Regions from separate parts of the Mus musculus genome. Here regions 2, 3, 4, 5, 6 and 7 are each linked to region 1. A link is a contact called in public Hi-C, HiChIP or PLAC-seq and promoter capture Hi-C data. All regions are on one chromosome and are shown on one strand. The core of a region is the stretch at or near the end of the contact, and the rest is flanking DNA. Distances in the headings are between cores, read along the strand shown.

Region 1 (3,697 bases), core at 528-3,027:
AGAGACAGAAGAGATGCCCTGGAATTGAGTTAGGAGTTCATGAGTTGCCATGTGGGTGCTGGAAAAGCACCCAGTGTTCCTAACCATGGAGCCCCCTCCCCCGCCCATAAACATTTTGAATGCTCAATGTGCACAACATCCTAAAAGATAGGCACAATCTTCATTTTACAGATCGCAGCCAAAAAGTTATTTACTGACGTCGGAATAAAGAGTGGGCATCAATCTGGACATGTTCTCTTCGAGAACACCAACCAGTGCCAATGCTTAGTGCCTACATGCCGCCCTCAAGGTATGACAAACTCTCAGGCAACTTCTCTCTATTCACACTGCTGGCAAAACTTGATAGCAACAGGAATGACACAGACTTAAGAGCTGGATGAGGGCCGGGCAGATCTACAACCCCACAGTTTTCAAGGTGGAGACAGAAGATTCGAGACCACTAACTCAAAATCAAACACTAGCTGTCCAGAAAAGAAATTAATTTCAAGGGATTTTTTTAAGTGAAGAAAAGTTTAAAAACTGTAACCAGTGATTTTACTATGTGTACTATTTAAACACTACAACTTGTGTTTCAAGAATACAGGAGTTCCTTTTCCCTAAGATGGTAAGCTGTGCCTACATATGAACACATCACCCATGGGAAATTTCAATAGTATTTGGGGAAGCTGAAGGTTCCTATGTCGCTACAAGGAAGCCTTACGTGACAAAACCACACCCAGATGGAATGATTAAATCATAATTAATCTAATTAAATCATAAAATCAGTAAACAAGATTGCCCATTGCTTCCACGCAAGAAGTTCACGAGGCTTCCTATGCCCACCTCCCACTTTTTATAATAAACAGCAGACTTGGAGGTTCCCAGAAAGGCCAAGTTTCTGTAAATAATGGCTTCCCCCGGTGACGTTTACCAATTCCACACATAGTAACCACCTCCGAAAAAAAAAAAAAAGTGCCAAAAGAACAGAACTTAATTTGATACTTTCTGTACATTCTGTGTTAACTGGAGACCAGTGGACGGATAATCAGAATAGGTATAGTGGCCCGCGAAAGGTCAACACGCTGGCATGACTCAGTTTACACATATGCCAGTATACTAATATCTACCTCATAGTGGTTACAAGAGATATAATTAGGGTCTGCAAAGCATTTTGGAGGTCACAAGATTAAAGGCTGTCTCTGCGGTCACAACACGCATTTCCTGTAGATATTAAGCAAACTACGTTTTAAAAATACATTTAAAATGACTTCCAGCATATGTAATTAATTTTCTGCAGACAGCATCTCCTTCAGAGTACGCAATGATACTTTTCGGGGTGGGGACAGGGGGTCTTTTAGGAGAATGAATCAAGTCTCCGTATGTGCTTTCGTTTCCACTTCTGGGGGGGCCATTGGGCTAGCGACCCTTTGCCACCAGACAACCAATGCTGACGTTTCTCAACTTTGCGGTTGTCAGATCGATAGGGACCTGGAACGTCGCTTTTCCAGCTCTTCGGAAACGGGGTTTCAGCCCCCTCCGGCTGGATGGGCCGTAAGGGAGAAAATACACAGAAAACATCAACATGACACAAAGACGGTTGAAGGGTCCGGAGACGGAGGCCGGGGCCGTGCGGATCCGCAGGGTCAAACCCGGGCGGCGATGACTCAGGTGGGTAAGGGACACCCGCGGCGGCCTTCTGGAGGAACCTGGGCCCCGCGATGCCCTGCTCCACTCGCTCCGAGGCCGTTGCACTCACCGGCTGGTCGACGCCATCTTCGCGGCTCCGCCAACAGCTCCGTCCGAAGCAGGAAGCAGCACTGGCTCCTAGACGCCCCGAGCCGGGCTTTTATGCGCGAGTCGCTCGCGCGCACTCCGCGCGGCTACGGGTCGGGAGGAGGGCTAAAAAGCGCTCGGTCCTTGACGACGCGGGCTGTGTACTTCCTGGTTGTCTCCGCTGCTGCTGCGTGGCTCCCGGCTGCTGGTTGATTGGCAAAATCTTCAAAGCCTGGCGGGATAGCACACCCCTTTGATCTCCGGAGGCAGAGGCTGGAGGATCTCTGTGAGTTTAGAGGAACCTGATCCACACAGGGTGCTCCAGAACAGCCAGGAGGAGGGAGAGAGAGATAAAGAGAGAGAGACAGACAGACAGACAGACACAGACACACACAGTCTCAAACAAATCAAAACAAAAAATCAACCCAAGAAGACTCAGAATGTGCTGCGCCTGAGCTAGCTCTCAAACAGAGGAAATTAAAATGGGAGTTGCCTCCTCGGGTGATACTCTCAAGTATTCCTGCACCAAGAAGGTAGGAGGATCTGGAGTTAGACCTCGTCTCAAACAAAAAACACCTTTAAATAAACAAACACACAAAATAACCAACACACAAGGAAACCAGGTTGGTTGAAAGGGGCAAAGCGCTCGCACCAAATTCCTTTCCTTTATTTTCAAGTCAGTTTTCCCTATCTGATTGAATGTCTCATTTGCCCTGACTAAAGAATTTGGAATAAAAAGAGAAATTAGTTGTTGTCTTCAGGAGTAGGTATCAATTCAAGCTCTGTCATTGGCCAACATGATTCAAAGTTCCTACATGTCCTTTATCTCAACAGTGTAGGCATGGAGGGTATCTGGCTCACAAACCCTTCTAGAATTGCAAGAGACAGCCCTGCTATGACCCATGTTGTTGTTGTTCCCCAATCATCATCGAATATTTGACTGAAAACCGAGTATAGGAAATGTAATAAAACAGCTAACGTCTATACAAGGGCCTCACAAGGCAGGTCTTGGGGGTCACCCTTGTAATTCTAGAAGTTAGGGTGCAGAGGTGGGAGGTCATGAATCCCAAGCCAGCCTGACCTGCAGAACAAGACCTTGTCTCAGCTCCCGTCCTCTTACCTTAAGGCAACAGTGCTACTTTCTTGTAAATAAACCATTCCCAACAAAGTCTGAATTAAGGTAACTGCAAGTTGGGTGTCTTCCACTGAGATGAAAACTCAGTAAGCATTTTATTTGTTAATGGAAATCAAATGCCATTAAGCAGACATTTGTTGAAGTGGGAATTTCTGGTTTTGTTAGGGACTCAGTTGTATCATGTGATGTTTTTCTGGAAACTGTCTTATGTAACGGTGTTTTGCCGAGAACAGGCGCAGGGTGTTTTTCTGAAAACTGCCTAGTGAAAGGGCGTGTGATGTTTTGCTACGGCGGATGCTTGAGGGGACATATGTTTGGAAAGAGCATAAGTATAACCCAACAGACGGCGGACAGTGCTCCTGCAATTGGTTCGCCTTGCTTGATTCGCTGATCTTAGCTTGTTGTGACTTCATAGTGAAAAATGCACCAAAGAACTTATGGTGGTGTTCCAGCGGCTTCTTCCTGCTTCTGTGGACTTGTGCTGATAGGTCGAACCTCATGGTTTCCTCTGGACCTAGCGGCTGCTATGGATTTATGTTTGCCATGTATACTGGACTGGTGTACTGGACTGCTGTTGCTGATTTGGTAGTTTGCTAGTAGACCAGACTGCTGACAACAGAGATTTGAATAGCTCCAAAGAACCATTTCTAAGCATGTCCACAACCCCTATTTCCTATTAACCTTTCTTTTTCCCTAACTCTGGTGGATGCTGGACTACAACAGAGGTTGAAGTCTTAAAGAACCATAATTAAAGAAGGTTTTGAAAACTCTAAGCCTACCCATTCTTTTCAGTATTCTTTTGTTTTTTGT
Region 2 (3,697 bases), core at 343-2,842, 2.0 Mb before region 1:
ATATAGACCTAAAGCCTGCAGAGAGGTTCCAGAGATCGTAAGACTCCTTTCGTTCTTGCTTGATAGCAGCAAAGCAAATGTCAACAGCTGCGTCTCCTGTAACTATTCTCTCCTTCTTCGATAGCACAAGCTCTGTCTTGTCTAAGACAACAATACGTACTGTTAAAGACAAGACCTACCATTCTCTCACAAATGCTCTTAGTTTTTTTTAACAGAGCACATTGCATTTATTCGATCGAACTGCCATTGTGAGGACCTAAATGGCCCAGTTCTCACTAACGATGTGAAAATGAAAGTTTACGAGCTGGGGGTTATGGAATGCTTGTTTTAAAGGAGAAAGGGACACTGAGCTGGTGTGTACTTTTGCCTCTCCCCTTCATTTCCTTTCTAATGTGAGAACATATGTGTGATATCTAGAGGTTCCAGAGGCATCTTGAAACACCAAAATGAAAGTTACATGATAAGACCTGTAAAACAGGATCTATTGGACAGTGGTTTGGTCCCCAGGATAAAGGAAGTGGGGAGAAGAAAAAGGAGGGAGGAACAAGAAAGAAAAACAAAGACAGGAGGGTGATGGGTTTGAAGCGGTCTTTGGATACCTGAAGCCAGGCTAGGTCGCATGAGGCCTTTTCTCAGAAAACAGAAACTAAATTAGCTGAGTGTAGTGTGGGTGTCTGGGTGGGTGGGTGTGGGGGGAAGGGCTCATGCCTTTATCACACAGCTAAGAGTTGGAAGGTTGAGGCCCTGCCAGACAGTAGGTACTCAGGAGTGAAGGAATGTATAACCGGATAGGAACCTTGTCTTTCTTCTCCATTGTCTCTCTGAAATGCTCTTATATACCTTCCCAGGGGATGGGAGATACTTTCTAAATATGCCTCAGATGACCACCAGCCACCAAAGGGACTGAACCCTTCAGCACCTACTCAATGCCTCACACACAATAGGTCCTCAACAGTGAGTCAAAGTATAATAGGGTAGGGGACAATGAAGACAATCCCGTTCAGCAAAGATTGGCTAGGTGTCTACCCAAGCCATAGGTAGCCTTTGACCCCAGACCCAATACAGGAAATCCGGGCCAATGATTCTATAGTGTCAGTTCTGTTTCCTTTTAAGGAACGTTTTGTCCATGCTTTTCTAAGGAACTTTTGTCCGGGCGATTCTGTCACAGACACTCACTGAGATGCTGTGGGAGGGAATCAGGGTGAGAGCCCAGGAGGCTCTCGTTCTGGTAAGAACTTCCACTGATGCTCTGACACTGGCTTGGTGCTTAGTGAGCTGTCAGGAGAGCCTCAGCCGCGGCTCCACCCAGTGGTGAATCCTCGGCCACCCTGCAGGGGTCGCTGTTCCCATGAGAACCTCTGCAGCGGCTCCACCCAGTGGTGAATCCTCGGCCTCCCTGCAGGGGTCGCTGTTCCCATGAGAACCTCTGCAGCGGCTCCACCCAGTGGTGAATCCTCGGCCACCCTGCAGGGGTCGCTGTTCCCGCGAGGACACCCCCGCCCCCCACCCCACGCCATCGGTGAGGCCACGCCCCCCTCCCGGCCGGCTGTTTTCCGCCGCGGTTGCACAGTCGCCGGGCGGCGGGGCGGGGCGGGGCCTTCCTCCGGACGCGACCTCGGTCCCCGTGGCTCGCAGCTGCTCGGCGACGCGACAGGCCCAGCGTGTGAGCGGAGAGGCGCGCGCTCGCGGGCGCCCGCCCTCTTCCCTCCCCCGCCTCCCCGCCAGGAAACGACAGCTGCGCGGGGCTGGCGCCGCCTCCCGCCACCTACCACGTCCGCCCCGCCGTCGCCGTCGCCCGGCGCCCCAGCCCGGCCGCGGCGCTCCCCGCCTCCCCGCTAGCGCAGCCGGCGGCTCTGCCCGGCTGCCGCCCGGCATGAACATCATGGATTTCAACGTGAAGAAGCTGGCGGCCGACGCGGGCACCTTCCTCAGCCGGGCCGTGCAGGTACGGCGGCGGCGGTTGGGGCCGGGCGGGGTGGTGGCGCCGGGGAGGGCGAGCGGAGGGCGGGTCGGGGACGGCGTCGCCCTGGTACCCAGGCCTGCCGATGGGCGCGGCCTGGCGCCCCTGCCCCGCTGGCCGTTTCCGCCTCGCTCGCCCGGCCGCCGCCGCCCCGCGCCCCGGCAGGCGAGTCGGGACGCGGCCCAGGGCGGACACCTTGGGTTCACCCCGGGGCGGAGGCCTCGGTGCCCCAGCCGGCGAGGCAGGGCACGCCGAGCACCTTGGCGCCACCCCCACCCTCCGCTGCGCTCGCTCTCGCCCTCCGGGCCGCGTCCGACCGAGAAGGGAGTTTCCTTTTCCTGCCCCTCAACGCAGAGGAGCTGCCAGCTCAGTTCCCACCAGCCCTCGCTGCTGCCCCTTGGAAGGATTGTCCCAGAGCTTAGCAGCCCGTGGGGGAGATGGAGATTGCCTGTCCCTGTCGGTGTCCCAGCTTCACCAAGGACGCAGGACACCTAGGATTAGGGGTGCCCTGACGCGTTCCCCAGATGGGCTATATAGAGCAGGGGTGAGAGGAGGACGCGATTCACGTTGTTGTCACATTGGAGGGGACCGGGCACGCTTGGCTTCAGGCGCACTTGGAAGGGAAAAGTTCACTGCGTCTCCTTATTCTGTGATTAAGGAAGTGTCAGCAATAGGGAACTTGGGCAGATTTTTTACAGTCAACACCCACATTATGCAAACTCAGTTAAATCTCGGAGCAGATGTCAATTTCACAACGTGGCTTGTAAACAATCTGGTATTGAAGTTAGTGACATAGGGTAGCAGCAGCCCTCTGTTCCGGAAAGAGAAAACAAAAGTAATGTCCCATGTGCCAAAATCCCACCGAACTATAAATCTCACGTGTGCTGCTTTATTTCTTGATTCATTTCATTTTACTGGCACTGTGAATATCATATTTCGTTATCCTTGGCAAAAGAATCGGACAGTTCCCCAGGGTAATGACTGCCTATCTTATGAAAAATAGTATGACGAGCAGTTTACTGTGCATTGAACGTACTAGCTGCAGCCCATCTCTGTCACTTTGCCAGAGAGGCATTGTTCGCCCTCCCTTAAAAAGGAAGCAGTCTTAGAGAGGGTAAATAAACTGGCTTGACTTGCTTGGCTAGCAGACAACCAAAGTTGCCCTCTGACCCACTACTTACTATACTAGAGGCTGCGTTTTCCCTCAGAATGATCATCACGGGGTTAAGATATGTAAAATAGCAATATGATGTGGCCCCAAGAGAACTTAAAGATCATTTGGTAAAATCTGAACTCTTACCAACAGTGAGTAACGCTTAGGGATGGGAGATTCCACCTCGCTTTTGATTCCCTGGACCAGTGCACTGTGTGAGAAGCTCACAGCCATACTCGCCCCTTAATCCTCCTTCCTCCCCAGAAATGTGTGATTCAATAATTGGGGGATGAGATGAGGTGTTTTTAGACTTAACATTAACTCAGTAGAGGAGCCGAGGCTGTGGTAAGTTTTGTTTAGTGTTGCTTACCTGTTACTCCAGGTATTTAATGTGACAGATACTACATAATCCACAGTTTAATACAATTATGTGTCTCAATCAGACACAAAATACATAATTCAATCTAAATTATTGAAAGACTCAATTTTAGAAAGTAAAGCTAGAAATTTTCATAAAAATTATACTTCCCCAATGAATTTTAGTTTCTAATTGTTTCTGGTGCTTTTTTACCGAAAAGGTTTTT
Region 3 (3,697 bases), core at 510-3,009, 1.6 Mb before region 1:
CAGGGAGGGTAGTTATAGACAAGCAAGGCCCACTTGGCTTGCCACTGTGCACACTTGGCTTGCCCCCACTTCCTTCTTTCAGAGGTGGCCGTTGCTGGACAATATGACCCTTGAAGGAAGAGATCAACTGCCTGAGATAGGAAAGTTTTATCTCTGAGGTTATTGCAAGTGTGCTCCATCTGCTTCTGTCCAGATCCGAACCGGTAGCCAGATAAACTGCTGTGTTTATCAAGGCTAAACAATCGTCAGAATGCAATTAGCCTGGGAGGCCACTGGCTCCCGATAAGCAATGCCTGCAGCTGGACCCTGCTGAGGACCCAGTCCCACTGCTGAGGACACCACACTATCGCTACCCCCTAATATACTCCGAGTCTCTTTTTTCCCTGCCCTAAATTTTAAAGGGGATTTGATGTCCTAACACATTTGTTTTGGTGTTCTTTGCCCATATTGGGAAATAAAACCCAGTAGCTTTTATAGATGGATAAATCCTTTTAAAAGGCCCTTTTGTTATCACTGTGGGGCTTGTGTGCACTAAAACAGAGTTTTAAGGGACCGATGAAACCCTATAATCACAGTTTGCTATTTCTGGAGTGGACCCCTTCCTGGTATAGACAGAGAATCACAGCCCAGAGGGCCTGGGACTTGTCAGAGGAACATGTTTGTGAACTTTGGGCAGATGTGGGTTGGAAGTTTGGTGTGGCCACCGACCTGGGCCTGACCTTGGATAAACTCCTGGAGCCGCTATTTCCTCGTCTGTTCAGGGAAACCCACAATCTGAGCCTCGCAGCATTGTTGGGAGAGAGGAACACCGTTTCCCTTGGTCAAGGTCACACAGATAACCGAGCAGGGCCAACGCCAGAACTCTAAAAGCACATCCTGGCTCCCAGGTTTCATTCTTTCCACTTCAGGGTCTTCTCTCATCTCCCATTTTCCATTCAACAAAGTGATCTTGTCCTTTGTCCCAGAGTTCAGCACACTTCATATGCTGCACCCCCTGATGGCCTGAGGCCCCATTCTGCTCAGGGACTCATGTTTATACGATGACAGCATCTATATTTTTTTGTCTGGATGAATTAATAACCGGCTTGCCATTGTATTGAGGAAAAACCAGACATCACCTCATGGTCTCAGAAAGGGAGTGTCATTTTTCCTGTACCTTCTGGCAAATGTGCTACTTAGATTTAGTGGCAGCAGAAGAGATTTTACACGGGCGTTTGCCCAGCTGGAGAGTGTCATTGGTCTGTCCACAGCCAGGAGACACCCCATTCCTACCCCAACCTGCCTCATAACATTAAAGATTGAAGTTCTGACTCTGAGGTCCTAGATCTGGCCTGAGTTTGAAGCCTTTGCCTGGGCATCCTCTGAGCCTTGGACACTAGGTGGCGCCACAGGAACATTTGAGACACGTTGTCCACTGGCTAGGACGCGCGTGGCCCTGGGAAATCCTTTGGCTTTCCACCAGCTGCCTCTACCAGATTCCTCCCTCCATCCTGTCTTAGGACCTTCATGTGCTGCACTGCTGGGCGAGGGGGAATTCGCCCTGTGGCTACGACCCAGCATTCGAAACACCAATGGGCTAAGCTCTTTTGTCCTCTGTTACCCTCCTCTCCCCGGAGTCGCTCCCTGCCCGATTATTAATTACTCATTTGCTTTGATTGGCATCAGCTAAAGGTTTGCGTGTTGAGCAAGAGGCCGTCAAAACCCCCACGGCTCCTGCGCACTGCCTGCCTGGGACTATGCTGTAGTTGGGGGGTAACAGCAGCCCGGTTGTCACTAGCTTCAGGCACTGTGTGTCCCACCCCTCCCTGATGCCCAGTACACCACTTGGAGTCGGGCTTTCTCAACTTTCTGTTCACTTCGGTTCTCTTTCCTGGGAACCGGGATTCCCTGTTACATTTCAAATCACAAGGTGGTTTCTCCGGGTCACCTGCTGTCCTCTGGCCTTCCTGTCTGCATCACCATATCCTTTGCCCCATTCAGGCAGCTATTTAGACTCCTGGGCCCACAGACTCGATCGATCCCTGCACTCTACTACAGAGCTCCTACTCTTCACTGACGGTCCTCTATCTTCCACTATTGAAACTCTAATCATATTGAGCCTATAGGTCACCATTGTGTTCCTTCAGAATACCTCCCTGCGGAGAGCTGATGGAGGACACACTGGAGTGGAGATGTCTCCCAGCCCACCCCATGCTGCCTTGTCTTTTGTACTCTTGAGAACATGACATGAATTCTGGGGCGGTTGGTACATTCCTGCCTCCTTTAAGCTGAAAGCACACAAGGGCACACTTGTCAGGATGTCGAAATGGTAGCAACTCGACTTCAGAACAGGTTTTTTTTTTCCTTCCCTAGAAATTCTTCTGGATTTATGACATCGGTGCTAGAGCAGGGCTGGGTGATGCTGTTGGCTGGGACCACAAACCCAGCGACAGAATTCCAACACGCACTTTGACTGCGAGATCAAAGGCGTGATAGGCAGAAAACGAAGGGTTGAGTTGGCAGAAGAGAAAGAGAAAAGGAAGGAAGGGTTACAAGACCAGGGATGCCATGTAGCCATCTTCTGGCCTCTGCTTCACCCTTCTGGCCAATCACATGCTTAATGTCTCCAGCATCTGTCCCCTGCCACTACCTAACCCACAGGAAGTTTGATCTATACTAAAATAACCCTAGTGGCAAATCAAAAGGACTCAGTAAACAGTACCAGTTGCTACCAAGTCTAAGACCTTGGCCCAGACTTTTACCAAACTGCAGAAAAATTGAAAGGCACGTTTTATATACCATGTTTTTAATTCGCCCCCAGGGTGGAAGAGAGGCTATCAGAGAGGATGTGGCCATGCATAGGAGATAAAACATGTGAGCATACTGGCTTCCTTATTCCCACAATGGAATTTTCTCCAGATCCTTGCCTTCTGAAATGAGACACCAGATGCAATTGCACTGTGATACCACTAGGGTGACTCTGCCTGTGGCGGCACATTCTTACCATTGCCTTGTGTGGAAATCAGTGCAACGGTGGGAGACCTGGTCAAACACCCTTCGGCTCAAACCCACATATCCCTTTACCTATAAAAGCCTCTATTGCTGAAACAGAAGAGTCTATCTACATTTCCGGTTTCTTCTGCAGGATTATCCGTGTGCTATTAGGGAATGCCTGCTTTTGATTCAAGACTTGAAATAGCAGGACTGGAATGGAGCTCAGTGCTACACTGTCAGCCTAGCAGGTGCTGGGTTTGATCTTCAGAGCTGCCAAAACGGGCGAACCTTCAAATGCTACAGGGAGCCTCGCTGGTCCACGGATGAAGCCAGTGGACTCAATTGAATTTCCACCGGGATCCTTTCCGAGACGGGCAAACCCTTCTTCAACTTGGAACTGTGAGCACTCTGTAGCTCCGAGAGCTGCCTGTCTCAGGTGGACAGAGATGGTTCTCACAGCTCATTTGGGTGCCCTATCCTCTGGTCCCTGGGCCGTTTACTAATGCTATGAATGAGGCTGTAAGTGTGAAAACCACGGATTAGTAATACCTTCCTTGAGGAAGCCTCTTTGCTTGCTAGCCAGCCTCAAGCAGTGTTATTAAGACCAGCTTGATTATTTTGAGACGGTGGCCCAATTAGAAGCTATAGACTCCTTCGACATAAGTGTTTATACATAGTGCTTCAGATAAAATACATATTTATAAGTATGCGCATGTTGTGTGTG
Region 4 (3,697 bases), core at 485-2,984, 1.6 Mb before region 1:
AGTTGTCAACAAATGCAGAGGCCTTGTTTGAAACGGTAGGTGTTGACTGATTTACAGCGCGGTGGATATAATTTTGGTAATCCAGTGGTTCGTCTCTGAGCCTGCAGACCAGTCGTGGAATGGTTGAGTCACACTGAGTCCAGGAGCTTTGGCTGGTTTTAGTCCTTGGACCTTCTTTGTCCAAGGCTGTCCTGAATCTCTAGGACCAGAGAGATGCTGGGCTTGGCGGCCACTGGCTGTGACTGCGCTGTGTGCCAAGTAAGACAAGTAGCAGTTGGATGGTGTGAATGTCAGTTTTTATGTGTTGCTGACTAGGGTACCCACAGCACCCACTGGTGGCTGCGTCCTTGCCAATGCCCAAGCAAACACAGTCCAGCCTTTGAGTTGGTAGCAAATGGCCATGAGGTCCATCGGTGGGCCAGGTGACAGAAATACCAAGGAGGAGGCATGGTCATACCGCCACGGACTCCCCTCTGCCAGGGCTGATCTGGTGCAAACTGTCACCCTGGGCTGATGAGAATTTGCCAGGGACAAACCACAATTGTGGGAAATGCTGGGTCAGGGCATAGCTCATCTGTATACAATTAGGCAGCACTGCTCATTCAGTGCCATTTTGAGAAGCTAAGGAAGTCTGCAATCAGTTATATCTCCAATTACCATAAAAATATATTAGCCATTCATTCATTTATTAATGATTCATCAGTTAACCACACATAATGAGCAAATAATTAGCAGCGCTGTACGGTTGCCAAAATTGAAAAAGTGTTGGCATTTTAAAGATGAAAGGTTGCATTTATGCAAAAGTCTGGTGATGATAAAGTTAATGTGGGAGATCATTATAAAAGTGGCTGTCCTATATTGCAGGCTGAGGTACCACAAAACTTGCCTAATTGAAGTGGAATTAACATTCCCCCCAAGTCTGCATGTTGCCACACACAAAGTGCTGGGTTTCTCCAGAAGATCTCCCTTCAGTGAGCTCACCACACAATACAAGTTAATAAAATGCCAGACAGCTACACTGTGTTCTTTGTTTGCTTGGTTCGAGGCCTCGTGGAAAACAATAAATTGCATTCGTGTCAGCTGAGGCCCATCCCTTTGCTAATTACTGTTTGGTGCTGAAATGACTTCTGTGAAATTGGGAGCCGAGGAAATGGGGATCCGTACAAGGGAGGCTTTTCAGAGTTCTGCAGTAAATGTGAGATAGGCCTCAGGCACACAGATGTTAAAACACTGAATTCCCCCACAGATTACACTAATGGAAACCCTGTCAGCGAAAGTCAAACCCGGGTCTGTGGTCAAAATCTAATTAAGGTTTCTGTACTTAAAAAGAATATGAATGCCTCGGGGTGGTAATGAATGTATAAGAAACTCACTTGTTTGTAAAAACTGTTAGTGTGGATAGTAAGAACCGCGGAGCGGTTACCTGCGATGGACTGAACACCTGCTCTCTCAGTCCGGTTCTGCTTTTGCGCATGCTCTGGAAGGCTGGTTCCAGAGGTCAGTGAACTCTGCTCAGGCCACAGTGGCCTCTGCCTTTGGGGTCTGGGACAAGGCATGGTTTGAGGTCAGCGTGAAAAACGGATCCTTACAAGTTGCCCTGGAATCCCAGAGGATGTCTTGCTCTGCCACATGAAAACCACCCCAGATGATCCTGCCCAACTGCCTGGCGCCACTGAGGAAGTAGTGCTTGGGGAGGGTGTGGGGCTAGCCAAATCTTTCCTACCAGGGGAAACAAAGGGTCTTCTGCTTGCAGCTCACCCTCCAGCCTGTGAGACAGCCTCCTGGAACAGCTGCAGCGTGCAGGCACGGCCGGCCGGGCTTCTAATAGAGGAAATGAATTTATAATGGTGCCGTCTCTTCATTTTCACCAAGCACAAATTTCCCCTTAAATACTTAAAAACAACACCCAGAGCTGGATATCCCTTAAATTTCAAATAAATGAAATCTTAATCCAGCCTGTTGCTGAGTCTGAGTTGTTATTAAAGAAATAAATTTGAAACAGCAAGTGGTTTGAGAATTTTTGAATTTAATTATTTAAATCTACTTAGGGTAACTCTCGTGTGCTATTTCGGTTTCCCATGGAGAACATGAATTCTGGGAAAGGTGTCCCATGCAGGGCCTTGGAAATATTAACTTTCATGTATGGCTGTGGCAGTGGCGGACAGCCTTTGCCGCCCTCCTGTGAGAAAAGGGGAAAAAAAAAGCCCTCTAAGATTTTTTTTTTTCCCTTGTGACATTCAGTCAAGGAGTAGGAGTTATATGTTTCAAAGAGAGAAGCCAAGTTTTCTTTTCAACTGCCATCCGATTCCCTGTTTAAACGTCACTCATCTGAAGCTTTTCCGAGAGCAGGTGTGTGCACATAGTCACTCATTGAACCACGCTAGGGACCAAAAGGGAAAGAAAAATGATCACTGCTGCAACCGAAATGGCCAGCGACTTGCTCAGCGCGTGCTCTGGCTTGCCAAGTGGTATCTAGGGCCTGATTTTTTTGACATTTGTAAAAAAGAATTGTCCTTTGTAAGGAACAGGTTCAGGCCTGAGTTCCCCTGTTTTTGTTTTGTTGTTGGTGTGTGTCTGTGTCCTCCAAGTCCTGGGACTTGCCTTAGTTCTGACAGCAAAGGAAACCTTCATATGCTAGCAACCTAGCTTTGTAATGGTGTCTACACTGGGTGTGTTTGGGTTGGGGAGCAGGGGGTGGAGAAGGTGCAGGGTTAGGGCATAGACTGTGACAGCCTTCCTTCCAGCTCCCTGGGACTTAGCCATGGAGCCTGATGGTTTGGGTCTGTCTCAGAGGGTTAAATGGTCATGCACCTGTGTACTCGATGGCCTGTGGCCTCACCCACACACATGAGACCCTGAGGCCTGAGCCAGAGAAACTACAAACAGCCAGTTTATTTCCCTTTCATCCGGCTATTTGATATTAGAGCAGTCAGGACCTCGGACTTGCCAAACAGAACTTTCCCATCCCCATCCCCAGCTAGCAGGAGGATGTTGACTTGGAGTGATTTCTAGATCCTGAGTTCTACTACTATTATTACTATTATTATTCCTGCTTAATAGAAAAATCTTCCTGGTAGCCAAAAGTCTTTAAGAAGAAAGCACGGTCTTAGTGTGGGGCCCAGCCTGAACCTTGACCGTGTCTCCAGTAAATGCAAAACACCGTGGAAATTGCATAACTCACAGGGTTGGGATGTTGAGTGACTGTTTTATCATTCAAGAGAGCAGACATGAAGTTAGATTAGGGGTTTCCCCCGGAAGCTCGGCCCTTAGCCAGCGACTGCTCAGAGGTAACATCTGTAGTAACAGTAGCATGGACGGAGAGCTGATTTGCAGGGTTGACTTCTTTTTCAAAGTCTACATATGTTTACAAGATAGCTCCTTTTCTTGCAGATGCCCTAGGACTTTGGGGAGGAAAGGTCATGGTTCCTGCTCCTGAGGGATGGGGAAGGGGTTTTCAGTCAAGCTGAGAGAGTAAGCTTCCCAAAAGGGTGAATCAAACTTCACGTAGCCAAACTTAGCATCATTACAATGCCCAGCATGTAAGAGCCAGTAAATATTTGTTACGTGAGTGTTCCTGTTGGAAAAAGAGTGTGCCGTGCCTTCTGTCTACTAGAGCTGTTGTGGGACAGGGACTGTAAGATGTCTAACTCAGTTTGCGCCCCATGCATTACATAAGTACAAAATACTAGGTATCACC
Region 5 (3,697 bases), core at 338-2,837, 1.6 Mb before region 1:
GGAGAAAGCTGTCCAGAGTTAACCCTCCAGAGTCACGGGTCAGAAGGCTTCCTGCCCATCACAAAGACAAATGAAAAAGCACACAAAATAACTTACCATGCTACCATTTCTGAAATTGGTTGGGTTCATTATTTTGCCTCAAAAAATTGTGAAATCTCTTTTCTGAGCTGTTTCCTGTCTTTGTGGACTTAGGCCCACAGAGTGTCTGTAGGTATGTTATGTCTGCTTTTCCCATTGGAAGATTAAGCATGTGTCCCTACTGTTGCTACTAATCACAATTAATTATGATTCATAACAATGGTATTAGAAAGGATTCCCCCAGTGCAGGGACTGCCACTAATGTGGCTTTCCCATCCTTACCTTTCTTCTTTTCCTAAATCCAGGTCACGAGTTTGTGTGTGTGTGTGTGTGTGTGTGTGTGTGTGAGAGAGAGAGAGAGAGAGAGACACTCAGTACTAGCCCAGTTTCCATGCTGCCTTGGTTTCCCTCTCATGCAGGATGTCATTCATAGATAGACAGATTTCCTCTGGGCTTTGGCTTATTCAAGGGAACACCCAAAAGGAAGAGAACGACGAGGCAGAGCCTCCACTGTTTGGCCGTTCCTTAGAAACCAGATGCAGCCGTGGTGCAGAAAAAAAAAGGAGATTGGGCTGCAGAGAAGAGAAAAGAGGAAAGGAGTTGATGTGACTCAAAGGGGCCGAATAGTTGTGGGGGTGTCACTAGCCTACCAGAGTGGCTAAGACACGACAAGAGAACCGGACTTTTAATAAAGGGAGGCAGATTAAATTAGTCATGACAGGAAAATGAGCAAGAAATGCTTTCACATTGTTATTTAATAAGAAAAATGTGTAATTAACTGATAAAAATAGTTTTTGCAAGAAGCAGGCAGTTAAATAGTTTATAAAGCCAGCCAGGCCCGACGCTGAGTGTCCCTGACTGTTAGCAATCAGAATGCTTTTTATATGGTGTCTTTCTTTGGAAACGCACAAACCCTCTCACCACAGACATTACCTCATTTGCTTCACAGCCTAATGAGTGCTTTATGGCTGAGAAATGGAGGAGGAAGGAGGGACTCTGGAGAGATAAACTGAGGCTCAGGGAGAGACACCTGACCATGGCCTTAAAGGCCAGCTATGGGGAATAGCCCTCGGTCTCTCCTCTCCCTGCTCCATCTTATTTTCTGCATTAGCTGATGGCTTTGAATTAAACAATTGCTTCTCTCTTTCCAAAGCCGAACGGAGAAACCTGGGCTGTGTATTCTGGCCGATATGATCCCAGCCTTCCGAATGGGAGGTGGGGGTGGGAAGAGATCCTGGCATTTGCCATCTGCTAAGCCTGTCTTTAATCCTCAGCAAAGTAATGGAATGGAGATGAAGGAAAAAAAATGTGCAGGAATCAGGAGCATAATGCCACCATGAGCAAGCAGCTGTCTGGATTTTTAAAGAGCAAATTCCATGAGACAAATTTAATTGCATTTTTTAATAGAATTAAAAAAAAAAACCCACCCTCTACCACATTAGTGGGTGAAGGCAGTGAAATGGATGCATCCAGAAATCTCACTTGAAAGATGAATTCAACCGAGCGGATTCTGAGCTCCGCTTCCCGGATGGAAACCTGGCTGGAAAAGCCACGTGAGCAGCCGGTGGGCGGCTGTGCACTGGCTGGGAGACGGTGGCCAGCAGTGGAGTGCTGCTGGCAGGCTCTGAGATGGGCCTGGATCGACAGTGCATCCTTATTAATGACTTGCAGGAGGTGATGAGCAGAACATTAATTAAACGTGCACATGTGGCCAAGTGGGAAATTGGCGACGAGAACAGCAGAGGCAGGCACATAATATCCAGGTACTTGGTTTTCAGCTCTGCTGTGAGAGGTGGTTTGACTTATCCCCCCCCCCCCCCTTAGCCCCCTGCTGTCTCCTTGCTGTTTTGGGCTCCAACAAGATTTTCACTTGGTGCAACAGGGGCTGTATCTTTAGAGCAGGCTCATAAATCCCCCTCCCTCAGCCAAACACCACGGTGTGTCCAAGTTGCCACTTCTAGCCTGATGCACTGAAAAAGGAACCCTGCAAAAATGAATATCGATGTAGCGGAATAAAGAAGCATCCAGGAGGCCGGTTCACAAACACCCTGCCCTGCTTCACGGCCTGTTTGTACCAGCACAGGGCTGAATAATCAGGAAATGCAGGCATTAGGAGTTGGTGAAGCCCTTGTGTCTAGCTGATGCCCTCTGAAATGGGTCATTTGACCTCGAGATCCATGGAGGCATTTGTAAGTTAGATAGTGTCCCCAAATCCCAAAGGAAATCATGTGGCTCAGTGAAGTCTGATCTTAACACCGTTTCACCTTCAGTGTCCCACTCTCTTCTTAAAAGTTCATTCTGGATCATGCCAGTAGGTGGCCGGTAGAGTTGTCACAACCAGGTCTTGGCACTATCTTTATTAGAACTAATATTTATTTGACAATGGCTCTGTTGCCAAGAACGAAAGAATGGCCTGGGGAGAAGGCGAGTAAGTGGCGTTTGTTCTGAGAGGCTAGATTATCTTTTGTGTTTTATTTGATTTGGGAACCATTAGCCAAATTCTGGGTAGACAGAGAGAGCTTTGTAATGGGAAGGATGACACTAATTAACCCTATGGCAACCTGAAATTTTGCTATTAAGGTGGGTGTGTAAGTGTTTAAGAAGGGACACACACACACACACACACACACACACCCCAGATAACAATACTTTTAATCTCCCGTATTCATGGATGGTCATGGGTTGTAATTAAGCGATTGAACTCATATGGACTATTTCGAAGGTAAGAATTATTATTACATTCCTCTCTTAATAAGTGAAAAAAAGCGGTTGAGGTTGGTGCACAGCCTTTCCGAGTACAGAGTAAACTTGGGAAACAAGACCTATATAGAAGGCTAAGCTGCCTTGAGCCATAGCTCTCTAGCCTAGCATCATGACCATAACCCAACCTTGACCCAAGGTCACTTTGGGAATGGATGCTTAGAATACCTGAGTTAGAACCCATGGACAGATGCTAAAATGAGTTCTTTAATGACCTGTTTCCTATCTTCACATTAGGGGCTGAGGCAAGGCCCTGGGGGCAGCTCAAAGCATGTTTTCTGTTCTTACAAGCGACTTGGCTTTGGCTCCAGTTATGCATAATTCAACCCGAAAGCGTAAGTTATGATTTGGCTGGGTGGCACCTCTAACAAGGCACTTGAGTGACCCTCTCTGTTCTGTTAGCATGGATCCCAGCCCTCTGGCAGCTTGCTGAGTCATTTCTTCCACACTACCTAAGAGTTCTTTTGATGTATTCAGTTTTTTCCCCCCTCAAAACAGTTCCATACCTAGGAATGATTTTGAAGGTACACATGTCGTTCTAGCACCATTTATGGATGGATGCTCCAGGTTGCTATTATTCTGACCCTGAGGAAGTCATCTATCTACCCCCTTGGCTGGGATGGCAGGAATCAGCTGTTCTAGGATTGGACTGGCAGAGCATGCATTTCAAATCAGGGCAAAGAAAAGCTTTTCTTGGATGTTTAAGGATCTATACCATGGGAAAATAACCATTATATTTAGCAATGACTATATCTTTCAGTAGCATTCCTAAAATGTAACCCACGCCCTGAGAGTATGTAATGGTGAAAGGTGACAATAGCCGACACGGTGACAATGTAAAATTGTGATATTTCTGTTA
Region 6 (3,697 bases), core at 381-2,880, 1.5 Mb before region 1:
GTGAAGCTTCAGGGTGTATAATTGTTTTTAGCATAAATCAGTCCGAAGTGAGGAGAGAGGCTCTGGGGGCCCATGGAACAGTGTCTGGCATGCTGCTGATACGCCTCAAATAGCTCCCAATAAAAATGGACATGGTTTTCTGGTACACTAGGCAGATTGCTTGACTCTTGGGGAGTTGAATACTTGGAAGCAGAAGAAAAAAGAGATGAAGGTTTCTGAGACTCTGGCTGTTATCCTAGTGACATTCATTTCCCCCTCATCAAAAAAGACTAGTTTTCTGCGGGAGGGAAGAGAAGACATGGTCACCTGAGCGTCCCAGGCTAGGACTCACAACCTTAACTAAGCAGAACGGGCAGTGATCCCCAGTCAGGAAAGGATCTAGCCGTGACCAAAAGAAAAGTATTTGATCCTCAAAGGCTTCCATTTTCAAACAGATTTTTGTGAAAGTCACAAGCCACTGGCCTCGATGATACAGAGCACAAGTCACTGGATTCATTTAGGAGCAAGCTATGAATCCACCTGTCTCTTCATCCTCTCTTCACTCTTGAGGACAGAGGATGATCTGACTGGTGTTGGCTCTGTTCTACAAGATTGGCTTTTGGACCCGGAGCCTTTTGTCTAGGGGTAGTAGTTAAGGAAGTTGAAACGACTGAGGTTGTCCTCATCTTCTATTGTGAAGTTTGTGTGTGTGTGTGTGTGTGTGTGTGTGTGTGTGTGTGTATGCGCACATGCTTGTGTGAAGGCTAGGAACTTCTATTGGGTGTCTTCCTCACCACACTCCAGCATGTATTTTGAAAGAGAGTCTCTTGGAGTTCACCATTTAACTAGCCTGGCTGGCAAGGGAGACCAGGGATTTGCTTGTCTCCCCAGCCGTAATGTTGTGTCGGGGATTACCGACACACTGCTCAGTCCGGCTTTTACTTGACGGCTGGTGATTGGGACTTGGCTCCTCGCGCTTGCACCGAAAGCACTTTACTTACTGAGCTGTCTTCCCGGCCTCCACTTATGGAATTTTAAAGGTTCTTACTATTACTCTGCTCTCGTTCTTTTATGGAGGTCAACTGTCCCAGGCTTTCCCAAGCTTCCTATTGTGGAGGAGACATTGAATATCTCCAATCACAGAGCAAATCTGGCCTTTCTGTGAATCCTGAAAATCAAGAACCCAGCTAGCAGAGCGGGCAAGCCAGAGACAGGGGCATGGCGGTCTTCAGGAAGCTTTGGGGTCCGTTTGGGAGTTTCCTGTACTGACCTGCTGTGCAAGGGGATCAAACATGCTAATGATGGAATCTGCTGGAAAGTGAATCCCTTGCAAGCTGCCAAAGCCACTGCCACAAGCAAAGGAGAGGTGAAGTGCAGGCACAGGAAGAAATAATTCCTTTCAGACAAGTGGGTGGTGTTTGACTTGGTAAGTAGACCTGCATTGATTTCTGGTTGGTGGTGGCTCAGGTGAAGCAAGAGACCACGAATGCATCTGTAGCAGTTGTATGAAGGAAGGCGTTCTTTGGATCCATCTTTGAGTCCTGGAGAGGGTGCATAGTGCCTAGAGGACCATTGCCAGAGGATGGAGCTACAGGGCCGGCAGGGTGAGCAAAGCCTGAAGCAGCAGGACTGGGCTGCATTGCCTGCCATCTGGCTTCAGTCTTGTGGGCTTTGGAAAGTGAGTTGCTGTTCTGAAGGCTGGGCAAGAGGGACCCCAGTGCCAGGCAACAGGGTAAATGAGAACTCCTTTCTAAGCCACAGAGTCTGGAATCTCCCATAATTAACATTCCAGCGGAACACTCAAAAGACTTGGGCCTCCAGTAGGCCTGGAAATTAAAACAGAATAAAATACTTAGGGACTAGTGAGAAGGGCAGGGCTCTGAGGAACCCTTGTGCCTGCTACTTGTGAAGTGTGACTAGGTTTTTTGTATCAGGAATTCCATCCTACTAAGTGTGGTCAGTTGTAGATTCTGCAGTCTCAGAGAATAAACTCATAGCAGAGAAAGTAACGTTTGTTACTTTACAGTGTTACAATAACACCATCGTCTCTCTCTCTCAATTATCTATCATCTATCCGTCATCTACTGATCTACCTATCTTCTTTATCATTATTCTTTTTCACCTATCTCCTATAATTTGACTATCTATGTATCTATCATCTATGTATGTATATATGTATGTATGCATGTATATATGTATCTATCATCATCTATGTATGTATATATGCATCTATCTATCTATCTATCTATCTATCTATCTATCTATCTATCTATGTATCTATCACCTACTGATCCACCTATCTTCATCATCTATTCTTTCTCATCTACCTCATATTTGACTATCATTTATCTATCCATCTATCTCTTCATTTATCATCCTGACTAGTCTCATTTTCTGTTTATTAAAAGTCTAAAAGTAAATTGTTGAGCACTTTAAGATAATAGCACTTCTTTAAAACAACCCATACTCCATTGTCTAGCAAGGATGGTGGTGGTGGTAGTAGTGACGGTGATGATGATGGTAACAAAAATAGTGAGCTGGCTATATGTCAGAGACTGCACTAAATTTTATAGGCCAATCATTTGATCACAGCTCAACCTGGTTACAAATTACACTGATACCATTAAACAGATTTTATTCATGAGAAATGATAATAGGACCACTGGGAGGGGTCTGACAGAATTGAGACTTGGAACTGGCTTCAATCGGCACAAGTAGAGATTTATATATGATAGAGTGTAAAGAAATGATTTAGGCAGGAAAATCAGAAAAAGGGAGTTTGTGGCTAAACCAGTTTGATGTTGGCCAGACCTGGGCACTCAGACACTGTGGGCAAGGATTTTGTTAAAGTCACTTAGGAGTCTTGCTTAGGTGGGAGTTTGCAAAGTCAGAGAGGGAAGCTGACGGTTAGACTCAGCCAAGGACTCAGAGAAGAGGTGACTAAAGCTTTGTACAGAGAAGCCATTGCAAAACCCCGTGAGCAGAGAGACATTACTCCTGAGTCCTAGGTTAGCAAGGCGCAGGTGTCAGTTAAGTGGCTGGGATTCTCGCTCACCTCCTCCACATGGACACGACACATGGATTTCTCACATGTCTTTTCCTACCGCTGCTGTAGAATGCCGGCTCACATCTATCCTTGTTGCCTTGACAAAATTCCTTGACAAAAGCAAGAATGAAAAAGACTTGCTTGGGCTCATGTTTTTGGGATCTCGTCTATTGTGGCAGGTAAGACGGGCTGAAAAGCTTGAAGAGGACGGTCACATTGTGTCCCCAGCCAGGAAGACAGGGGCAATGAATGATGCTCAGCGTTCTTTCTCCTCTATGCCCAGGACCTTAGCCCAGGCGATGGCACCACCCACTTTTAGGTTGGGTTTGCCCACTTCAGTTAGCCTAACAAGATGCACCTGTGCAGGTGTGGTCAGAGGCTAGATTAGTCTAGATAACCCCTCACAGTGGAGTCATACAGTTTGCTCCTGGGTGGCTCTAGATTCTGTCAAGTTGACAGTTTCAACCATCAAAATATTTGATATGATAATCACAAATGGCAGACTGACATCAAATCCCAAAGGCTCTGTTGGGAGCCATTCTGCTAGGTTTGAGCAATTTGGGATAGGAAGTGCCTAATGCCTGGTAACATTTTTAGACTTAGCATCTAAATCCTCACACTTGTGTCTATAAGGCACATTTATTTAGGTCTCAGAAACTGACATGGCTGCAA
Region 7 (3,697 bases), core at 353-2,852, 1.5 Mb before region 1:
GTGCTTAGCTTGCCACACTCCATTAGCATGTGTGAAGCAGTTGGGGAAATGGCCATATGATTAGACAGAAGGAAACCTGGATTCTTCACATTGGGACTTGTTACCACTGAATAATGTCTTTGCAAGAGGGATCGGTTTAGGTTTTGCTAATTTCTTCTGTGATGGAAAATAAGTGGCGTTAGTGGAGAGAGTCTACAGAGGTGGATAGCAAATAGTGCCATTAAATGTGTCCCCTTTAAAAACATTCTGAATGAAAACTTGGAGCTGGACCTGGTAGTGGAGGTCTGTAATATCAGTTACTCATGAGGCTAAGGCAGGAGGAGCACAGGTTCGGAGCCAGCTGGGGCAACTTGGTAAGACCCTGTCTCAAAGTAAAAAGTTATATCACATAATATCAGATAGTTCAGTAGTTAGGCACTTGCCTAACGTGTACAAGACCCTAGGTTCAACAGTTCCCAACCTTAGTACTGCAAACTAATACATAAATAGATATATCATGGATAAATAAATAAGAAGAGACCAAGTGAGCTGGGTCTGATAACAGAGGCTTGTCGTTCTCAGCATGGGGGGAGGCAGAGGCGGGAAGATCGCAAGTTTGAGGCCAGCTTGGCCTATCTAGCAAGACTCTGTCTTGAATCCAACTACTCAGCCACATACTCAAACAAAATCAGTAAATGTATGGACAAAAAGGAAATCCACCCATTTGTCAGTGGAAGGAGCTTCTATTGATCCTTGTCTCTTAAAATGTCCCCCTTAGCCCTTGCAGGAGCCAATGAGCTGCATTTTCAGGTCCAAAGCCACAGGCTAAGGATTTGCTTCGGATTTGGACTTCCTTCTGAAGGCATCCTTACCTGACTGGGGTCCGAATTCATGTGGCTGTTTGACTTTGTCCATAATTTTTTTATTGCCGTAGCTACTGTTTGTTTTTCAGGAGAGAAACCAGAGCAAAGCTCCTTGAGGGGCGGGGAGATAAGAAACTCTCAGATACAGGGCATTCCAGGACTGCTAAATACCACGACCTCTGGTCCACAAGGCAAGGATAGAGTAGGCGTTATTTTCTCCTGGGGCAACTGTTGAAACCCACACTGAATGAAAGACAATCTATTATGGGAAGGGGAGAGAGCTTTCCTGACCACTGCCTGCATAATTTCCTATTTATGAGTATGGCGGTGGCCTCCGTATGAGAGCTTGTCCCACATATGATCTGGGAATTATTAAATGTTGACTATTAAATATTTTAGTTAGCTTTACACTGTGTTTATCTTCCTAGAATGATGAATATGCAGATTTAGAATGGAATTTCTTCATTTCCAGGCAAATTGTGCCATGTAGTCCTTGGCAAGCAGGGCCTCTGATGGGTGACTCACCATGGCGGGCAGCTTCTGTGTCAAGAAAGGCCACATCATCTCAAGACTCCAAGAAGAGGGACATTTAGATGGGGGCACTGTATCACTCTGGTGACAGTCTCTAGAAACTTGTATAAGACCGTGGCCTGACTTAGTGATTTTGAATAACAGTTCCCTAGCCTAGACACGCAGGGACAGTAAACATATGCCACTTCCAAGAGCAGGAAAGGGCAAGGTCCAACCAGAGGGCAAGGGAGAGAGGTCTCTGCCCCTGGACAAGCAGCCTTGAAGGCAGCACTTGCTACAAAACACACATCCTTGTCTTCTGCCTGTTCAGCCTGTCTGGCTCCATGGGCTCCAAGCCTCGGTCCAGGAATGCTGTGCTGTTGTTCCTGCGACTCCGCAGAATGTGTTTGCCTTGTTAAAGGCCAGCCCAGGACTAATTTTGCAAAGTAAATCTGGGAAACGGCTTAATTTCATTTCCCTAGAGATTTTTTTTTTCTGGAGTAAAGTTAGAAGAAATGGTAAGGCGAGCAGAGAAGCCACAGGCAGAAGTTGCAGGATTTTTTTTCCGCCCTGGTTTCTGGACTATGAATGGAGTTTAATGGATTTTCAGTAGGCAGTGGTGATTTTTAAGACTGCACTGCTGAGATTTATAGCCCATGAGATACTGCTATAAACTCTACGATCTTTAACTCGCATGTCTTCTTGAACATCCAGAAGAAACACACAAGGGACTGTGTCCCAGTGACTCACACTTGTGTTCCCACCACTTGTGTTTGTTGAACACCTACTATCTGCCAGGGATGGTCTCTCATCCTTCTCTCACAGCTGCATCATAGCCTCTTCCTTGGAAGAATAAAAACAACAACAGCAACCAAAGCTCACAAAACTCAGAAAAACCAAAAAAAAAAAAAAAACCAACCAAACAAAACAAAACAAAACAAAACCAATAACCAAAAGAAACAAAACAAAACAAACAAACAAACAAACACCAAGCCACTAAAACCATGGGCTGGGACAAGGCTCAGCTTATAGAGTTCTTGTATAATATTCTCAAGGCCCTGGGTTTAGTCCTAGCACTGTATGGATGGGGCAGGGTAGGAGTTATCTGTAATTCTAGACCTCAGGAGGTAGAGGCAGGAGTACTAGAAGCTCAAAAGTTATCCTTAGCTGGTCTGAACAATATGAGACTGTGTCTAAGAAAGTCAGAAAAAGAAAAAAGACCTGGCTTTTGACTTGAGTCAAAAATAGCCACTCTAGAAGAAACCCTAGACAGAACTTGCATTTTCCTAAGGGGTCAGCACAGGGTGTCATACACTGGAGAAGGAGCACGGCCTGTGGGCGTGTGCACTCCAACTCAACCCCAGGATCCCTGGCTTTCCGATGCTTTGCTGTGGCATACATTAGTCATTCTAGTCCATGACTTGCCCGGCTTTGCTGGCTGTGCCCTGCCTTCCTCTCCTCCTGCCCTTCACTTTCCCCACTGGCTAGCTGGGTTATTAGAGAATGACCCAAAAGAGGGAGCCATCTTCTCCAAATGGCCACAGCAGCCCTCTTGGTTGTGGTGGCTGATTAACGCAAGAGCTGGTGGCAGAGCAGAAGCCTGGGCTCAGGAGGAGAGGGATGGGGCTGCCTGCCTCACCAACCAGATCTTTGCTTAGGTGTGTGGTGGTGGTGGTGGGGGGCAGTGAGGCTTATAGGCTGGGCTGATCTCCTGGGCCCTGGCTGGAGTCCTTAGGAGTAAAGTGAAGGACCTAACACGGATCGGCAGTTAACTTACGCCCTTCACTTTTTATTTTATTTTATTTTATTTTATTTTATTTTATTTTTGTTTTCCAAATACTGTTTTATGTAACACACCTATGAGCAGAAGAGATTTGGCAAATGATATTCCGGAAGGAGAGCGGAGCTCAGAGCCTGGCCCATCCTCTCCACAGATCAACCCTCTGTGTCCAACCTCCCAGGATTTTGTTGGGACTAGCCTATCTCCAAGATCCACCTATATCGGAAGTGACCCGACAGTGATTAAGCTTCCCGAGGGCCAGCATTTAATCATCTCTCCAAGTCCCACCCTTTCCTTCAGTGCTTAGTAAAAGGCTAGATATATGTAAGCAGTCTGTGTTTATTGCTCCATGTAGTTCTTTGGTGACTAGAAAAACCACTTCAGAATCTATGTGCTTTTAGCCCATCCGACCCAGTACTTTAGAGCTTGTTTAGAATGGCAGAAATCAGCACGCAACTGTTAGTGCACCGGCCTCTTCCATCCCTAGGTGCTCAGGGTTGGTTCCTGGTTCACAACGGCCCCTTCGTCAGGGCTGGCACCAACTCAGGTGTTCCTGAGTTTTTCT

What was found. Promoter capture Hi-C pulls out the DNA fragments that hold promoters and counts their contacts. Hi-C and Micro-C count contacts between places; a contact is called where the count stands out from the background. HiChIP or PLAC-seq counts read pairs in DNA pulled down with a chosen protein or histone mark.
Region 2: a contact with region 1 is called in a promoter capture Hi-C map of pre-B cells. The contact joins the promoter of Sh3glb1 here to the promoter of Gtf2b in region 1. A contact is called at or near these places in 6 of 39 promoter capture datasets (cranial neural crest, embryonic stem cells, hippocampal neurons and 3 more), 2 of 484 Hi-C or Micro-C datasets (CD4 T cells and pro-B cells), 2 of 115 datasets of contacts at active chromatin or transcription factors (astrocytes and extraembryonic endoderm stem cells) and 1 of 9 other capture datasets (macrophages).
Region 3: a promoter capture Hi-C map of hippocampal neurons shows a contact between it and region 1, with 11 times the contacts expected there. The contact joins the enhancer-like site here to the promoter of Gtf2b in region 1. A contact is called at or near these places in 10 of 39 promoter capture datasets (3T3-L1-derived adipocytes, the C10 cell line, cranial neural crest and 7 more), 3 of 484 Hi-C or Micro-C datasets (CD4 T cells, brown adipocytes and palatal mesenchyme), 9 of 115 datasets of contacts at active chromatin or transcription factors (embryonic forebrain, embryonic hindbrain, embryonic limb bud and 5 more) and 1 of 9 other capture datasets (embryonic stem cells).
Region 4: a contact with region 1 is called in a Hi-C map of the G1E-ER4 cell line, with 4 times the contacts expected there. The contact joins the enhancer-like site here to the promoter of Gtf2b in region 1. A contact is called at or near these places in 11 of 39 promoter capture datasets (the 3T3-L1 cell line, the C10 cell line, cranial neural crest and 7 more), 5 of 484 Hi-C or Micro-C datasets (B cells, the Ba/F3 cell line, the G1E-ER4 cell line and 1 more) and 9 of 115 datasets of contacts at active chromatin or transcription factors (astrocytes, craniofacial prominence, embryonic forebrain and 6 more).
Region 5: a promoter capture Hi-C map of hippocampal neurons shows a contact between it and region 1, with 6 times the contacts expected there. The contact joins the enhancer-like site here to the promoter of Gtf2b in region 1. A contact is called at or near these places in 3 of 39 promoter capture datasets (cranial neural crest, hippocampal neurons and liver), 1 of 484 Hi-C or Micro-C datasets (cortical neurons) and 3 of 115 datasets of contacts at active chromatin or transcription factors (astrocytes, embryonic forebrain and pancreatic cancer cells).
Region 6: an H3K4me3 HiChIP or PLAC-seq map of embryonic limb bud shows a contact between it and region 1, with 7 times the contacts expected there. The contact joins the enhancer-like site here to the promoter of Gtf2b in region 1. A contact is called at or near these places in 7 of 39 promoter capture datasets (the 3T3-L1 cell line, cranial neural crest, frontonasal cranial neural crest and 3 more) and 2 of 115 datasets of contacts at active chromatin or transcription factors (astrocytes and embryonic limb bud).
Region 7: a contact with region 1 is called in a promoter capture Hi-C map of 3T3-L1-derived adipocytes, with 11 times the contacts expected there. The contact joins the enhancer-like site here to the promoter of Gtf2b in region 1. A contact is called at or near these places in 9 of 39 promoter capture datasets (the 3T3-L1 cell line, 3T3-L1-derived adipocytes, cranial neural crest and 6 more) and 5 of 115 datasets of contacts at active chromatin or transcription factors (T-cell acute lymphoblastic leukemia, embryonic forebrain, embryonic hindbrain and 2 more).

Annotation. Positions count from the first base shown.
Region 1 is chr3:142,763,327-142,767,023 of GRCm38.p6, reverse strand. Gtf2b (general transcription factor IIB) reads right to left here and starts at 1,777. Exons shown (of 7, transcript NM_145546.1): 1 at 1,736-1,777. The coding sequence starts at 1,752.
Region 2 is chr3:144,718,230-144,721,926 of GRCm38.p6, reverse strand. It overlaps Sh3glb1 (SH3-domain GRB2-like B1 (endophilin)), which reads left to right and starts at 1,592. Exons shown (of 9, transcript NM_019464.3): 1 at 1,592-1,945. The coding sequence starts at 1,874.
Region 3 is chr3:144,397,618-144,401,314 of GRCm38.p6, reverse strand. No RefSeq gene overlaps it. Among named protein-coding and RNA genes, the nearest start is that of Gm34434, 17 kb to the right of the region's middle. Within about 2 kb of position 1,759, at least 51 of the 459 cell types and tissues checked have an H3K27ac peak or open chromatin away from gene starts, as enhancers often do. A contact at or near this core is called in hippocampal neurons and liver, where this site is marked.
Region 4 is chr3:144,375,733-144,379,429 of GRCm38.p6, reverse strand. It overlaps Gm34434 (a long non-coding RNA gene), which reads left to right. Exons shown (of 3, transcript XR_001784068.1): 2 at 1-35; 3 at 1,754-1,954. Among named protein-coding and RNA genes, the nearest start is that of Gm34434, 4.6 kb to the left of the region's middle. Within about 2 kb of position 1,734, at least 30 of the 459 cell types and tissues checked have an H3K27ac peak or open chromatin away from gene starts, as enhancers often do. A contact at or near this core is called in the G1E-ER4 cell line and oligodendrocyte precursor cells, where this site is marked.
Region 5 is chr3:144,316,936-144,320,632 of GRCm38.p6, reverse strand. No RefSeq gene overlaps it. Among named protein-coding and RNA genes, the nearest start is that of Gm34434, 63 kb to the left of the region's middle. Within about 2 kb of position 1,587, at least 42 of the 459 cell types and tissues checked have an H3K27ac peak or open chromatin away from gene starts, as enhancers often do. A contact at or near this core is called in cortical neurons and hippocampal neurons, where this site is marked.
Region 6 is chr3:144,287,679-144,291,375 of GRCm38.p6, reverse strand. No RefSeq gene overlaps it. Among named protein-coding and RNA genes, the nearest start is that of Gm46828, 53 kb to the right of the region's middle. Within about 2 kb of position 1,630, at least 18 of the 459 cell types and tissues checked have an H3K27ac peak or open chromatin away from gene starts, as enhancers often do. A contact at or near this core is called in astrocytes, where this site is marked.
Region 7 is chr3:144,253,631-144,257,327 of GRCm38.p6, reverse strand. No RefSeq gene overlaps it. Among named protein-coding and RNA genes, the nearest start is that of Gm46828, 19 kb to the right of the region's middle. Within about 2 kb of position 1,602, at least 24 of the 459 cell types and tissues checked have an H3K27ac peak or open chromatin away from gene starts, as enhancers often do. A contact at or near this core is called in 3T3-L1-derived adipocytes, where this site is marked.